2 separate regions of the Sus scrofa genome follow, and region 2 is linked to region 1. A link is a contact called in public Hi-C data. All regions are on one chromosome and are shown on one strand. The core of a region is the stretch at or near the end of the contact, and the rest is flanking DNA. Distances in the headings are between cores, read along the strand shown.

Region 1 (7,142 bases), core at 1,563-4,062:
TTGGACCCCTAGCCTGGGAACCTCCATACACCAAGGGTACGGCCCTAAAAAGCAAAAATAAGGAGTTCCCGTCGTGGCTCAGTGGCTAATGAATCCAACTAAGAACCATGAGGATGCGGGTTTGATCCCTGGCGTTGCTCAGTGGGTTAAGGATCCGGCGTGGCTGTGAGCTGTGGTGTAGGTCGCAGACACAGCTTGGATCTTAGTTGCTGTGGCTGTGGTGTAGGCCGGTGGCTACAGCTCCGATTAGACCTCTAGCCTGGGAACCTCCATATGCCAATGGTTCGGCCCTGGAAAAGGCAAAAAGACAAAAAAAAAAAAAAAAAAGCAAAAATAAATAAACAAATGAACTGTGCCTCTCCTAGAATGTCAATTACTAGGCAGAATTTCAGAGTTTCTAATTTTTGATATCCTATCTGCCACAGGGCAGGTGGGGGGAGAGTGCAAATATTGCACATATCTCACTGCTCATGGGCTATCCTATTTTCTTTGGATCCACTTTAATTTCAATAAGACAAAAAGATTCCAGGAACTCCCTGTATTTAGAGAAACAGGAAATCAACTTTGCCTTCTGCCTAACCATATTTTATCTGGGATTCTAGTGATCTATTTATTGAATAAATATTTGACTATTTACTACGTGCAAGACTGTTCTTTGCAAGGCTGAGCCCTAACCACCTTATTCCTTCCTCTAATGACACAGTGGGTTTCCTTTTCTTGCTCTTACCTTGCTTCTCCTGAAAGTGAGCTACTGGGGTTGTAGGATTAAGAAATATTCTTTTTTTTTTTTTTTTTTTGGCTTTTCTGGGGCCACACCCACAGCATATGGAAGTTCACAGGCTAGGGGTCCAATCGGAGCTGTAGCTGCCAACCTACACCACAGCCACAACAAAGTAAGATCCTTAACCCACTGAGCGAGACCAGGGATCAAACCTGCAACCTCATGGTTCCTAGTCAGATTCGTTAACCACTGAACCATGACAGGAACTCCAAGAAATATTCTTTTAGTGTCACGTCCCCAGCAGACAGCTCCCAGTTGTCCATGGAGTTAATGAGATGGGAAGATAATATGAATTTTCCAAAAGAGCAGCTAATAAAGCCCACTTGTAATTCATCTCAGAATGAATTAACCGAGATTGACTCCCCTTATTTCATTCAGGTTGATATGGAACAAGTCTTCATTCCCTGAAAAATTGATTAGAGGGCAGGCAAAGATGATATGGGATGTGTTGGCTACCATGTAAATCAAACATAAAACTCAACAGTGAAGCAGATAATCCCAGATAGACTATATCAGTGTTCCATATTAATAACCATTCGTCACGGAGTAGAATTTCTTCGCTTTGTCAGGAAAACCAGTGGAGAAAAAAGTTCATGTTTGGAGTTCCCATTATGGCTCAGCAGAAATGAATCCAACTAGGAATCATGAGATTTCAGGTTCGATCCCTGGCCTCACTCAGTGGGTTAAGGATCTGGCGTTGCCCTGAGCTGTGGTGTAGTTTGCAGACGCAGCTTGGATCTGGTGTTGCTGTGGCTGCGGTATAGGCCAGGGGCTACAGCTCCAATTCCAATTCGACCCCTAGCGGGGGACCTTCCATATGCTGCAGGTGCAGCCCTAAAAAGACCAAAAAAAAAAAAAAAAAAAAAAAGGAGTTCCCGTTGTGGCGCAGTGGTTAACGAATCCGACTAGGAACTATGAGGTTGAGGGTTCGGTCCCTGCCCTTGCTCAGTGGGTTAACGATCCGGTATTGCCGTGAGCTGTGGTGTAGGTTGCAGACGCGGCTCGGATCCCGCGTTGCTGTGGCTCCAGCGTAGGCCGGTGGCTACAGCTCCGATTCAACCCCTAGCCTGGGAACCTCCATATGCCGCGGGACGCGGGAGCGGCCCAAGAAATAGCAACAACAACAACAACAACAAAAAAGACAAAAAAAAAAAAAAAATTAATTGGCAAAATGAGATAAAACCGTAAAGTTAAGTATAGAAAGTGTTTGCCTTTCGGCAATGATTACTGAAGCAGTACAAGGTAGCAGTCAGTGAATGGGTTCTAGAATTAGACTGCTTGAACGTGAATCCCAATTCTTCTAGTTCTTAGCTGTGTGACCTTAGAAAAATTACATAATTTCTGTGCTGCCCAAGTTCATATGTAAACGAGTATTACTCCTACGTTGATGATTGAGTAAATAAATGTAAAATGCTTAGCGAATTGCCTGGCAATGCCTAAGCAAGTGCTACAGGTACCTCTGTACCTCCGTCCCAAAAAGACAGATGTTTTTATCAGTCCATGCGTCTTTTGTTTCAATAAACACAATAGTCATTAACTACCTTAATTTGATGGTAAGAAAGACTATTATCCTTCACACGGTACAGATTGGGAAAACTATATTATTCCATATAAATACTATATTGTTAACTCCGCCTTAAGGTTGTCCGAGGACGGACCCAGACCCAGAACCCAGTCATTTTTGCCATTCCTAAGATCCAAGTAGGCACTGAAGAAAAACACTTGTCTCAGAAGAGAAACAGCTTCTCATTCTTCACGGACTAGAAGCAAGGTGCAGCAACGTGCCAATTTTACAGGAAGGGAGTAACTCCCGGCCGCCAGAACGCCTGGTGCGCAAGCGCAGCTCTGGCTCCGCGCCCTCCGCTTGGCGCGTGACAACCGTGCTTCCCCCTGCCCCCAACGCCGTCTTACCACGCAGGCGCAGCCCTACTCCACTCCCCCACCCCGCCCCCCTCCCAGACGTGCACGTGCGCGTTCGCGCCTCTCGCACTTTGGAGGAGGGCGCGCGCCCTGGAAAATTCCACGGCCGCGCTAGCTCCACCCTTTGCGCCTTCTTTCCTGCCCCAGGCGCATCACTTTCAGTCTCCATCCCAGCTGCCTTTGCGCGAGCAAAATGGCAGCCCCCGTAACACGGGGCTTGTCTTGCTTACCCAGGGTTTTAGGATGGTGGTCTCGGCAGGTGGGTAGGGACGGGGGTGGATAGGACTCTTGGGGCTGGAGGAGTAGGAGAGAGTAGAGAGAAATACTCGCTTTGCAGTTGTCCTTCGTGAGTTTGGATGATATGAGTCGTACCTAGGCTAGGGAAGAGTTGAGGTAAACGGGACACAGCTACTGAGCTGTGTGGCTGAGTGGTGAGAGCCTCGGTATGGCCATGAGAGCGAGCAGTTTCTCGAGGATTAAGGTTTCTCCCGTTAAGTCTGGGTCAGACGAGCGTGAAGGTGTTAAAGGGGAGAGAATGGTTTGGAAGGTGGGCTCGCTTCCCTTTTATTTTTATAAATATTTCAATTGCACAGTGGCTGTACAGGAGAGAGTCTCGTACCTGCCTGAAGAAACCTCATGATCAGAGAGAAGAAACCTGGCCTTTGAAAGGGTTATTGATCACTTAGGAGCTAGAGCGACAGAGTAAAGTTTACAGTGAGGCTTTCAATAGAATGTAATCTGAGTAAATGTAGAGGAGATACCAAAGAGTTGGTGTTTAAGTTCCCCATCAGACTGAATGTTCTTTGAAAGCAAAAGCCTTGCTTTCATCAACTCTGCATCCCAGGGGTTTGGCATAGTCCTGTGCCATGGAAAGTACTAAAGGAAAGCCATGCGTAAACATTGGGTTGTGTTAGTAAAGTTACTTACTGCCTTTTAGTAAGGGACAGCCATAATTGTTAAGATAGTAGTGCATTTCCCCTTGTGACATGTGGCTTTATAATTGTTCCTAAGTCATTTTTTGGATGTGCCCTTTCTATCTCTGCTTAGAATTTGTGCAAGATTGATTATCTAACCTTTTTCTGCTATCCTCCAGCCAGTCTTGGTGACTCAGTCCACAGCAGTAGTTCCAGTGAGAACTAAAAAACGTTTCACACCCCCTACCTATCAACCCAAGTACAAATCAGAGAAGGAGTTTGTAGAACATGCCCGGAAAGCAGGACTGGTCATACCTCATGAACGTTTGGAGCGCCCCATACATCTAGCCTGTACAGGTGAGACATGGTATTTCTGAGACCCAGACCCAGTCCCCTTTTGTCAGAGATTTTCTTGGAGAGTAGAATGATTTGGCCTATGATTTTTTGTTTTTTGTTTTTTTTGGCTTTTTGTCTTTTGGCAATTTCTTGGGCCACTCCTGCAGTACATGGAGGTTCCCAGGCTTAGGGTGGAATCAGAGCTGTAGCCACCAGCCTACACCAGGGCCACAACAACTCGGGATCTGAACCATGTCTTCGACCTACACCACAGCTCACAGAAATGCCAGATCCTTAACCCACTGAGTGAGGCCAGGGATCGAACCCACAATCTCATGGTTCCTAGTCAGATTCGTCAGCCACTGAGCCATGACGGGAACTCCTTATTTGGGCTATGATTGAGAGCATTTAATTAACCACAGATTAAGTTCAGCTTCAATAATTAACATACACTACATTTTATGAGGTTATCTTTGACTGTGCTTTTAAATTATTCATTGAAGTGGCCTTTTACCTGGCGGGTAAAACTTCTCCATTTTGTATAAGAAGAAGCTCTGAGAGAAGACTAAAATTACCTTATTCTACTTTTTCTAATGCAGCATAAAACCTTCTACACGGGAAGTCTATTTCATTAGTCTGTTTTGTATCCAGAAGGGCTCCCAATTTTTTTTATGACCTCAAGATGACTTTTTCTCAATCTTTCAATGCTTTCTTAGTTTTCTCCTCTCTTTACAGCTGGTATCTTTGATGCCTATGTTCCTCCTGAGGGTGATGCCCGGATATCATCTCTTTCTAAGGAAGGACTGGCACAGAGAGCTGAGCGACTGAAGAAGAATGTGGCCTCACAATTGTCGTAAGTGTCTGAGATAGCTGGGGGTCACTATTAGAATAAAAATTTCTTGGCATTCCCACCGTGGTGCAGCAGAAACGAATCTGGCTAGGAACCATGAGGTTGCGGGTTCGATCCCTGGCCTGGCTCAGTGGGTTGAGGATCCGGCATTGTTATGAGCTGTGGTGTCGGTTGCAGATTCGGCTCGGATGTGGCATTGCTGTGGCTGTGGCATAGGATTGGACCCCTAGCCTGGGAACCTCCATACGCCTCAGGTGCGGCCCTTAAAAGGCAAAAGACAAAAAAAAAAATTTCTTAATCATCATTTTATTCCGGAGAGGCCATCTTGGGCTAACTGGGTTGGCTATAACTGGGCAATATTTTCTTCCTTTCTTTTCCTTTTTTTTTTTTTTTTTTTTTGTGCTTTTTAGGCCTGCACGCACAGGGGTGCAGGCCTAAAAAGCACCCACATATGGAGGTTCCCAGGCTAGGGGTTGAATTGGAGCTACAGCTGCTGGCCTACACCATAGCCACAGCAACACCAGATCCGAGCCACATCTGCAACGTACACCATAGCTCACGGCAACGCTGGATCCTTAACCCACTGAGCGAGGCCAGGGATTGAACCCACAACCTCATGGTTCCTAGTCAGATTCATTTCAATTGTGCCACAACGGGAATGCCCCTGACAGTATTTAAATTATAGGTTCTTTAGGGTCATATGTAGATTTCTGTGCACAAGTATATTGAGTCAGTGTTAATTATTCATGTGGCCATAGCATATTTCTCTAAATACAGATCTTATTTCATCAACTCTTTTGCCTCACACTCCTTTGTGGTTCCCTGTTAACCTGAAGAATAAAATCTAGATTTCTTTTTTTTTTTTTTTTTTGCTTTTTAGGGCTGCACCTGCAGCATATGGAGGTTCCCAGGCTAGGGGTCCAATTGGAGCTACAGCTGCTGGCCTACGCCACAGCAACGTCTGTGACCTACACCACAGCCCACGGCAACGCCGGATCCTTAACCCACTGAGCGAGGCCAGGGTTCGAACCTGTCTTCTCATGGATATTAATCGGATTCGTTTCCACAAGGGGAACGCCCAAATCCAGATTTCGTTAGTAATATTCAGGGCTTTTCATAATTTGTCTCTTACCTTCCTCTCCAAAATCATCATCTCTCTCCTTATTTTCTTTTTCTCAAACTAATCTTCAGCATTTCCCAACTAATTGTCATCAACTATAATGAGGGAAAAAAAAAAAAAAACTAATTGCCAGTTCCTTGGCAATTGTGCTGTGTCTTGGCATATCCTTTTTTTGCCTGAAAATGTCTTTTTCTCTTAAAGTTCTCAAAAAGACTTCCTGGGGTCTTTTTGCGTCTGCCTTTGTTATAATTGTAACTGTACACATATTCTTACTACTTCTTTTTCTGTTTTTTTTAGGGCTGCACCCGTGGCATAATGGAGGTTCCCAGGCTAGGGGGTCAAGTCGGAACTGCAGCTGCCAGCCTACACCACAGTCATAGCAACACCAGATCAAGCCGTGTCTGTGACCTACACCACAGCTCATGGCAATGCTGGATCCTTAAGCCACTGAGCAAGGCCAGGGGTTGAACCCGCAACCTCATGGATCCTGGTCAAGTTCGTTTCCGTTGCGCCACAGTGGGAACTCCGAATAAGTGCATTTATATCATTTTTTTTAATTTCACATATAAGTGATATCTTAGAATATTTGCCTTTCTGTAAGATTCTTTTAAATCTTCCTTCTATCATCCATTCTAATAATTATCTTTCCCAACTACATAACCATCTAAGCTATTGATTTTAAAAAAATGTATCTGATAGAGAGTTCTCGTCATGGCACAGCGGAAATGAATCCGACTAGGAACCATGAGGTCGCAGGTTTGATCCCTGGCCTCCCTCAGTGGGTTAAGGGTCCAGTGTTGCCATGAGCTGTGGTGTAGGCTGGCATTGTCTTCTTTAGAATAAATTCTCATGTTTAATTTTACAGAATCCGCAAGATAAGAGAAAGTGATCCTAATTTTAAAATTAAGGACTTCCCTGAAAAAGCCAAGGATATCTTCATTGAAGCGCACCTGTGTCTAAACAAGTACGTGAACTCCCTGTTTTATACCGGTTATGTTCTGAGCAGCTGTTGCTCTGGGCACAGAGTTTTCTTTCCTTCAGATAAGAGTTCTAGAGTGGGAGCACTTCCTCTGTGGGAAATAATTGGAGCCTGGAGCTATCCTTGACTCCTCTCATGGCTTCTGGGAGTTTTTACCATTCGGTCTGGCTTAGCTTCACCAGCAGGTGTTGGGACTCGGCTGAACTGCTACTATTTTCATCCCATCTAATTCCTAATTCATC
Region 2 (7,142 bases), core at 1,605-4,104, 38 kb before region 1:
TGCACTACCAAAAACGGCAATGTGTACGAATAAAAAGTGCAATTATCCTTTAATAATAAAAACCTGTTTTTTGTTTGTTTGTTTTAGCGCCGCACCTGCAGCATATGGCAGTTCCCAGGCTAGGGGTCCAACTGGAGCTGCAGCTGCCAGCCTATGTCACAGCCACAGCAATGCCAGATCTGAGCCACGTCACCTACACTACAGCTCATGGCAATGCCGGATCCTTAACCCACTGAGCAAGGCCAGGGATTGAACCTGCATCCTCATGGATACTAGTTGGGTTCATTATCACTGAGCCACAACAGGAACTCCTAAAAATCTGTTAGAATTCACTATCATGCCATCTTTCATCTCTGCTGCCACTTAGTCTGAAAAAAATTTCTGAAAAGAAACTTTGAAAACTTCATGTTACTAAAAAGATTTAATTATTTCCTTGTATCAAATTAAATTAACTAGTCCCTGCTCTTACCTAGTACACTACCATGTGCTCCCTCAATGGCCCAAACCAGTCTTCCACATATTTCTCATTTTTTTTTTCTCATTTCTTTCAAAAAGCAAAAGAAAAAGGGTAAGGAGGAGCATGTCACTGCTTGCTGTTCTTCCCTGACACTTAAAAATGTCACTTCCTAATTAAAAAAAAATCATTTGAAAATATTTTATTGACTTTTTTCTGAAAATTTTCCCTAAATATGTATACCTCTCAAAATTATGAACCCATTATGGGGTAGGTAAATCAACTATTGGGTTAAAGAAACAAATTAGTTTCTTTTTTTTTTTTTTTTTTTAATGTTAGTCTTTTCACATAATGTGAACTCCTTATTGCTGGGAGGATCCTTCTTCTAGAAGGTTTGCCAAGTCACAAGACACTACTGTTTACAATCCCTCCCATCTGCCCCCAGCCAATATATATCAAACACTCTAGTCACTTGGCTTAAATAAACAGTCTCCCAAATAACCTTCTCAAATCCTAATTTAGACCCAAGATGTACTCATTCTGATTCATATTCTTAATGGAAAATTTTAAAATCACCTGACTTACACAGGAGTAAGTTTTGCCTTTTCATGCAGCCAGACCACAGGCCCTCATGCTCTCATATAAGCACCCCAACCTCATAGTACACTTTTTAATTCTGCACTTTTGGACCTATTTCAGTCTGAGTACTCAGCTTTCAAAAACAACTGCCAACTTTCAATTCACTGGAACAACTACATCAGCCTTCATTGCTTTCACTTCACTGATAGATACACCCCGTTCTTTAAGGATGAGGCCTACTGATTTCTCCTCCTGACTGCAGTAGGAAAAGAAATGAAAACAAAATATATTTACCATCATTCTTTTTAAAGATAACTGCTAAACAGTTCCCATTTTTTCATTACAAACTTCACTCAGCACATCATATAACGTGGTGTCACAAATGTCTATTGTCCCGGACCTTTGTAGAGCATCAATACTAGAGGTCTCCAAAATCAAACAATACTTTAGATAATCTGCGGGGGAAGGGGCGGGGGGAAGCATGATTCACCAAAAACTGCAATGAAGAGTAATGGAATATTTTCACCGGTGGTATGCTAAAACTAATAGCCTCTTTCAGAGGACGGTACTGCTAAGCAACCTTCGCTTGTAGCAATACATCCACCTGCTTCAAAGGCTGCAAAGCTAGGAAGATGGGAGGAAAAGCGGAGAAGGGGTCCTCCTTCGGCTTCTCTAGAGGTTAGGAGAACAAAGTCACTGCTGCACTGTCACTGGAGGGGAAGGGGAAGGGGGAGGGGGCGGATCATCTTAGAAACCCAGCCCCTGGGCCGGAGCAGGCGGGGAGAACTCGGCAAGGCTGCCCGGGATTAACATTCTCCTTCTCACTCTCTTCCCCCTTCTAGAATCTCTCTGCCGAGCTAACGCGCGGCAGCCGGGAGTCCCAGACGACCACCCCTTCCAATGTGTCCTCCGTGGGGCGTGAGGAGAACGAGAGAAAAGAACTGAGTCAGGAGGCCGAGCGGAGACTCTGATGACTCCTCTGGCCTCCCCAACACCCTCCAGCCTCTCCCACAACACTAGCCAGCCTGGAAGGGCCGGGGTCGGGGGGAACCCCACACAGGTGTGCTGTGGGTTCCCGCGGCGCTCCCCGCAACGAGGCCCTAGTCCTAGCCCAACAGGGCAGAGCACACCCGCCCGGGCGCCCCCCGGCCGCCCCAGAGGGGCGCGCCGGTCCCCAAGCCGGCCTCCCCCAAACCCAGGCCCGCAGAGGCCAGGCCCGCCCGCCCGCCGGGCCAGGCCCCCAGCCCAGCCCGCGGGCGCGGCCTAACCGCTTGCCCGGCAGCTCGCCTCCGGCGTCCGAGGGTCGCCGTACCTGGGCGGCGGCCTCCAGCTTGCCCTCGAAGGTGAAGTCCAGCAAGTCGGGCTTGAGGCAAAGGCTGTAGTTAATGGGGGAGACATCGGCAGGCAGCCGCTCGAAGGGCCTCTTCTCCGGCATCGCGGCGAGGCCCAGGCTGTGGAGGCGGCGGCGGCGGCGAGAGGAGCGGCTGAGGAGGAGAAGGAGGAGGGGAGGAGGCGGAGGGCCGAGGAAGAGCAGGCGGCGAGCGAGGGAGGGGGCGGCGGCTGCCAGCCACATCCACCGAGCGCGGGCGACCGCCTGAGGAGAGCGACTGGGAGAGCCTGGGGGCGGGGGAGAGACCCAGCCCGAGCGCCAGGGGCCGGGAGGGAGGCAGTGCGGGCGGGCGGGCGGGCTGGCGGGCCGGCTGCCTACGGGGAAGGGGGCGGAGGGGAGGGAAGGGGAGGAGGGCCAGCAAGGAGGGAGGGAGGCGGCTGCGGCGGCAGCAGCTGCGTGCGCGGCCCCGCCGGGCGGGCGCGCCTCCGCCCGGTGTGCGCGCGCGCGCTGGAGCAGGGGGTGGGGCGGCGAGGGCTCGGCCGGCGGAGCGGGAGAGTGCGGGGTCGCGGGCGCGCTCTGGGGGCGGGAGGCGGCTCCTGGCGCTGCACCTGTCTGCATGCTGCGGCATACAGACCGTTTGAGAGGCAGGAGGCGCCCGGACGGGTTTGAGAAGCCGAGGGAAAGCCCTGAGTTGCCCCCTCACCACGCCGAGCTGGCTTTGGAAATTGAAGCCTATGCGGGTTGATCAGTGCAGTCAGGCCACAATGTTAAAAATCAATTCAGAGCAAAACCCCAAACTAGATTTTTAACCTCCAGATCAGCAGAGAGCCTTGATTGGAGCCTCTTTGGCCATAACTATTTCTGTTAAGTCACAATTTCACGGAATGATAGGAAAAGTTTTGTTGGAAAACTTCTAATAATCCATATTACTGGAACCAATGCGATTTGGACCTTTGAGAGATTTCAAAAGTTAGATTTTTGTTTCCATGATTTAATGTTCAAAAATAAGGTATGTTTCACCTTTTTCCCCCCTGCTTTCATCTTTGTTTCCGCTTTTTTTTAAATAAAATACCCTTTACCAATTGTGGACTCCTTAAAGGTGTATTGTGGTTCCCTCAGTTTTGTAGCTATCTCACAAATTAAGGTATATGTTTTTTAGTATAAATGTATATTAATTAGGGAGTTCCCACTATGGTGTAGTGGGTTAAGGATCCCTCTGCAGGAGTTCCTGCTGTGGCAGAAAGAGAAGGGCAGGGTCTCTGCACCCCCAGGACACAGGTTCGATTACCAGCCCCAAACTGAGGGTTAAATTATTCAGCATTGCCTCAGGTGCAACATAGCTCACACCTGCAGCTCCAATCTGATCTCTGGCTGGTAACTCCATGTGCCTGCATGGGGAAAAGAAAAAAGGAAAAAAAAAAAGAACCCAACTACAGCAGCGCAGTGGATTAAAGGACCTTGCAGAGCTGCTCAGTCCCTGGCCCAGGAACTTCCATATGCCTCAGGTGCCCATGAAAAAAATGTATGTGTGTGTGTGTGTGTGTGTGTGTGTGTATGTATATATTTAAATGTGTACGTATTCAAATACATATTTTAAGGTGTCAGGATACCCTCATAAAGGATCCCCATATTCCTTTATAGAACCTTCTTATGTAGAACCCCTTAATTTTCAAAACTCAGTGCTGAAAGTTGTACTGGACCAGCATTGTCCGATAGAAATATTATGTGGCAGAGTTTCCTTGTGGCACAGCGAGTTTAGGATCCGACTTTGTCATTGCCATGGTTTGGGGTCACTGCTGTGACGCGACACGGGTTCCATCCCTGGCCTGGGTACTTCTACTTGCCAGACTCGGCCAGAAAAAAAAAAAAGAAAGAAATATAATGTGATGGAGTTCCTGTCATGGCGCAGTGGTTAAAGAATCCGACTAGGAACCATGAGGTTGCGGGTTCGATCCCTGCCCCTTGCTCAGTGGGTTGACGATCCGGTGTTGCCGTGAGCTGTGGTGTAGGTTGCAGACGCGGCTCGGATCCTGCTTTGTTGCTGTGGCTCTGGCGTAGGCTGGCAGCTACAGCTCCGATTAGACCCCTAGCCTGGGAACCTCCATATGCCGTGGGAGCGGCCCAAGAAATGGCAAAAAGACAAAAAAAAAAAAAAAAAAAATGTGAGGCAGCAGCTAAGTAACTGTAAATTTTCTAGTAGCCACATCAAAAGAAAGGAAAAAGGTAAAACTGATACATATTATATAACCCAATATAGCCAAAGTATTATCATTTCAATATGTAACCAATGTAAAATATTAATGAGATTTTTTTTTCTGTTAGAAGGCTTTGAAATCCACTGTATATTTTACACTTACCGCACATTTCAATTTTTTTTTTTTTTGTCTTTTTGCCTCTTTCTAGAGCCACACCCGGGGCATATGGAGGTTCCCAGGGTAGGGGGTCCAATCGGAGCTACAGCTGCCGGCCTACACCACAGCCACAGCAACTTGGGATCGAAGGCATGTCTGCAACCTACACCACAGCTCACTGGATCCTTAACCCACTGAGTGAGGCCAGGGATCGAACGTGCAACCTCATGGTTCCTAGTCGGATTCGTTAACCACTGAGCCACAACGGGAACTCCTTACCGCACATTTCAAATCTGACTACCCACATTATTTTGGTGCTCAATAGCCCCATGTGACTAATGGTCATTGTATGGATCAGCACAGTCTTGGAAATCAGCCTGCCCTCCTAGCCTCCACATCCCTACATACCTTCTAGGACAGAATGAAAAGCTGCAATTCTTCCAAACTAAGATGTGAAATGGGTCTTTTTGTTACACGGATGCATTCTAGGACCTCTTCTTGCCATAGAAATAATAACAATAATAACACCAATAATCAAAGTAACTAATACTTGAATAATAATGTATTGAGCACTTACTAAACATGTTTCATGTATTAACTCATTTAATCCATTCAACAGTTCTGTTAAATGGACATTTTTATCTCCATTTTACAGATGAGAAAACAGTGACTTGCCCAAGGTCATATAGCAAACAAATGGCAGAGCTGGCATTTGGACCCAGACATTTTTTTCTCTCATCTGGAAGATTTTGCTGCAGTTTCCCTATTTTTTTTTTTTTAATTCTCCAGGTTTGTTTTATTCTAATCCATCTGTATCTTAGCTTCTTAAAAAAAGTTATTTTCCTTATGCAAGAACCCATAAGGCTCCCTCTTCTCTGTTAAAGCAAATTTGATATATAACCATTTAAGGCTCTCTGGAAACTGTCCTCACCATTTTCTTAGACTTGTTCTTCCTTATCCTTTAACATAGATTCTCCAGTCTTAGCAAGCGAACCTATTTACCTTTTGGCCCTTAGAGCTTGCTCACTGTCTATTCTCTACCATTGCTCACGCATTACTGCTTAGAAAGGCCTCCTCATCCTTTTTGGCAAACCCATGCCCCTCCCTTCTTTCAAAACTCACCTCTTCCAGAAAGTCCTAACTGACCAGCTCCACCCAACTCTAACCCATTTCCCATCAGCTCCCAAGTACTGACTTGTTGACTTCTTTGCACTTGTTCTGCTGTTCTGTAATTGTAGTTTTTTTCTTTTTCAGCTGCACTCACAGCATACGGAAGTTCCCAGGCCAGGAATCAAATCCGAGCCATAGCTGCAACCTCTGCCACAGCTGCAGCAATGCCACATCTTTAACCTACTGCACTGGACTGGAGATGGAACTTGCACCACGACCTCAGAGACAACACCCGATCCTTAACCCGCTGTGCCACAGCAAGAACTCCCTGTTGTTCTGTAATTGTATTTTTAATTTGTCTTATGTGAATATCTTTTCAAGATACACTACTAGCAAGAGCTTAATGTCTTATCCCTTTGTAACTGTCGGTACTGAGCCCTGCACAAAGTATATCTCAATTTTTTGTTGACCCAACTAACTGACTGACCAAGAGAGAATATTTTACCCACTCTGTAGCCTTTCCTTTGGTATAAGATGTGTGCTCCATGGAGAAATTATGAGAACCTAAGGCTAAAGGTAACCTTCTTTTATAAAATCACAGGAATGATTTAAATACAAACACAGGGAGTTCCCGATGTGGCTTATCGGTAACAAACCTGACTAGTATCCTTGAGGACTCGGGTTCCATCCCCGGCCTCACTGAGTGAGTTAAAGGCTCTGGCGTTGCTGTGAGCTGTGGTGTAGGTCGCAGACACAGCTCAGAGCTGGCGATGCTGTGGCTGTGGCTTAGGCCTCCACTGCAGCTCCAATTGAAACCCTGGCCCAGGAACTTCCATATGCCACAAGTTGGGCCATTAAAAAAATTTTTTTAGGAGTTCCCGTCGTGGCGCAGTGGTTAACGAATCCGACTAGGAACCATGAGGTTGCGGGTTCGGTCCCTGCCCTTGCTCAGTGGGTTAACGATCCGGCGTTGCCGTGAGCTGTGGTGTAGGTCGCAGACGCGGCTCGGATCCCGCGTTGCTGTGGCTCTGGTGTAGGCCAGTGGCTACAGCTCCGATTGGACCCCTAGCCTGGGAATCTCCATATGCCGCAGGAGCGGCCCAAGAAATAGCAAAAAGACAAAAAAAAAAAAAAAATTTTTTTTAAATCATTCTAATCTCCTGTGTTGCTGTGGCTGTGGCAAGGCTGGCAGCTGAAGCTCCGATTTGCCCCCTAGCCTGGGAACTTCCATATGCTGCAGCTACAGCCCTAAAAAAAAAAAAAAAAAAAAAAAAAAAAAATTCATTCTAATCTTAGTCCCTTTTGTCTTTAGTTTTAA

What was found. A called contact is a pair of places that touch in the nucleus more often than the background predicts.
Region 2: a contact with region 1 is called in a Hi-C map of alveolar macrophages, with 1.7 times the contacts expected there. The contact joins the promoter of NPEPPS here to the promoter of MRPL45 in region 1. A contact is called at or near these places in 1 of 5 promoter capture datasets (liver), 15 of 47 Hi-C or Micro-C datasets (alveolar macrophages, embryonic fibroblasts, epiblast stem cells and 7 more) and 2 of 2 datasets of contacts at active chromatin or transcription factors (alveolar macrophages and skeletal muscle).

Annotation. Positions count from the first base shown.
Region 1 is chr12:23,762,146-23,769,287 of Sscrofa11.1, reverse strand. It overlaps MRPL45 (39S ribosomal protein L45, mitochondrial), which reads left to right and starts at 2,812. Exons shown (of 8, transcript XM_021067079.1): 1 at 2,812-2,960; 2 at 3,795-3,972; 3 at 4,687-4,804; 4 at 6,787-6,885. The coding sequence starts at 2,895.
Region 2 is chr12:23,800,551-23,807,692 of Sscrofa11.1, reverse strand. NPEPPS (puromycin-sensitive aminopeptidase) reads right to left here and starts at 2,854. Exons shown (of 23, transcript XM_003131527.5): 1 at 2,346-2,854. The coding sequence starts at 2,606.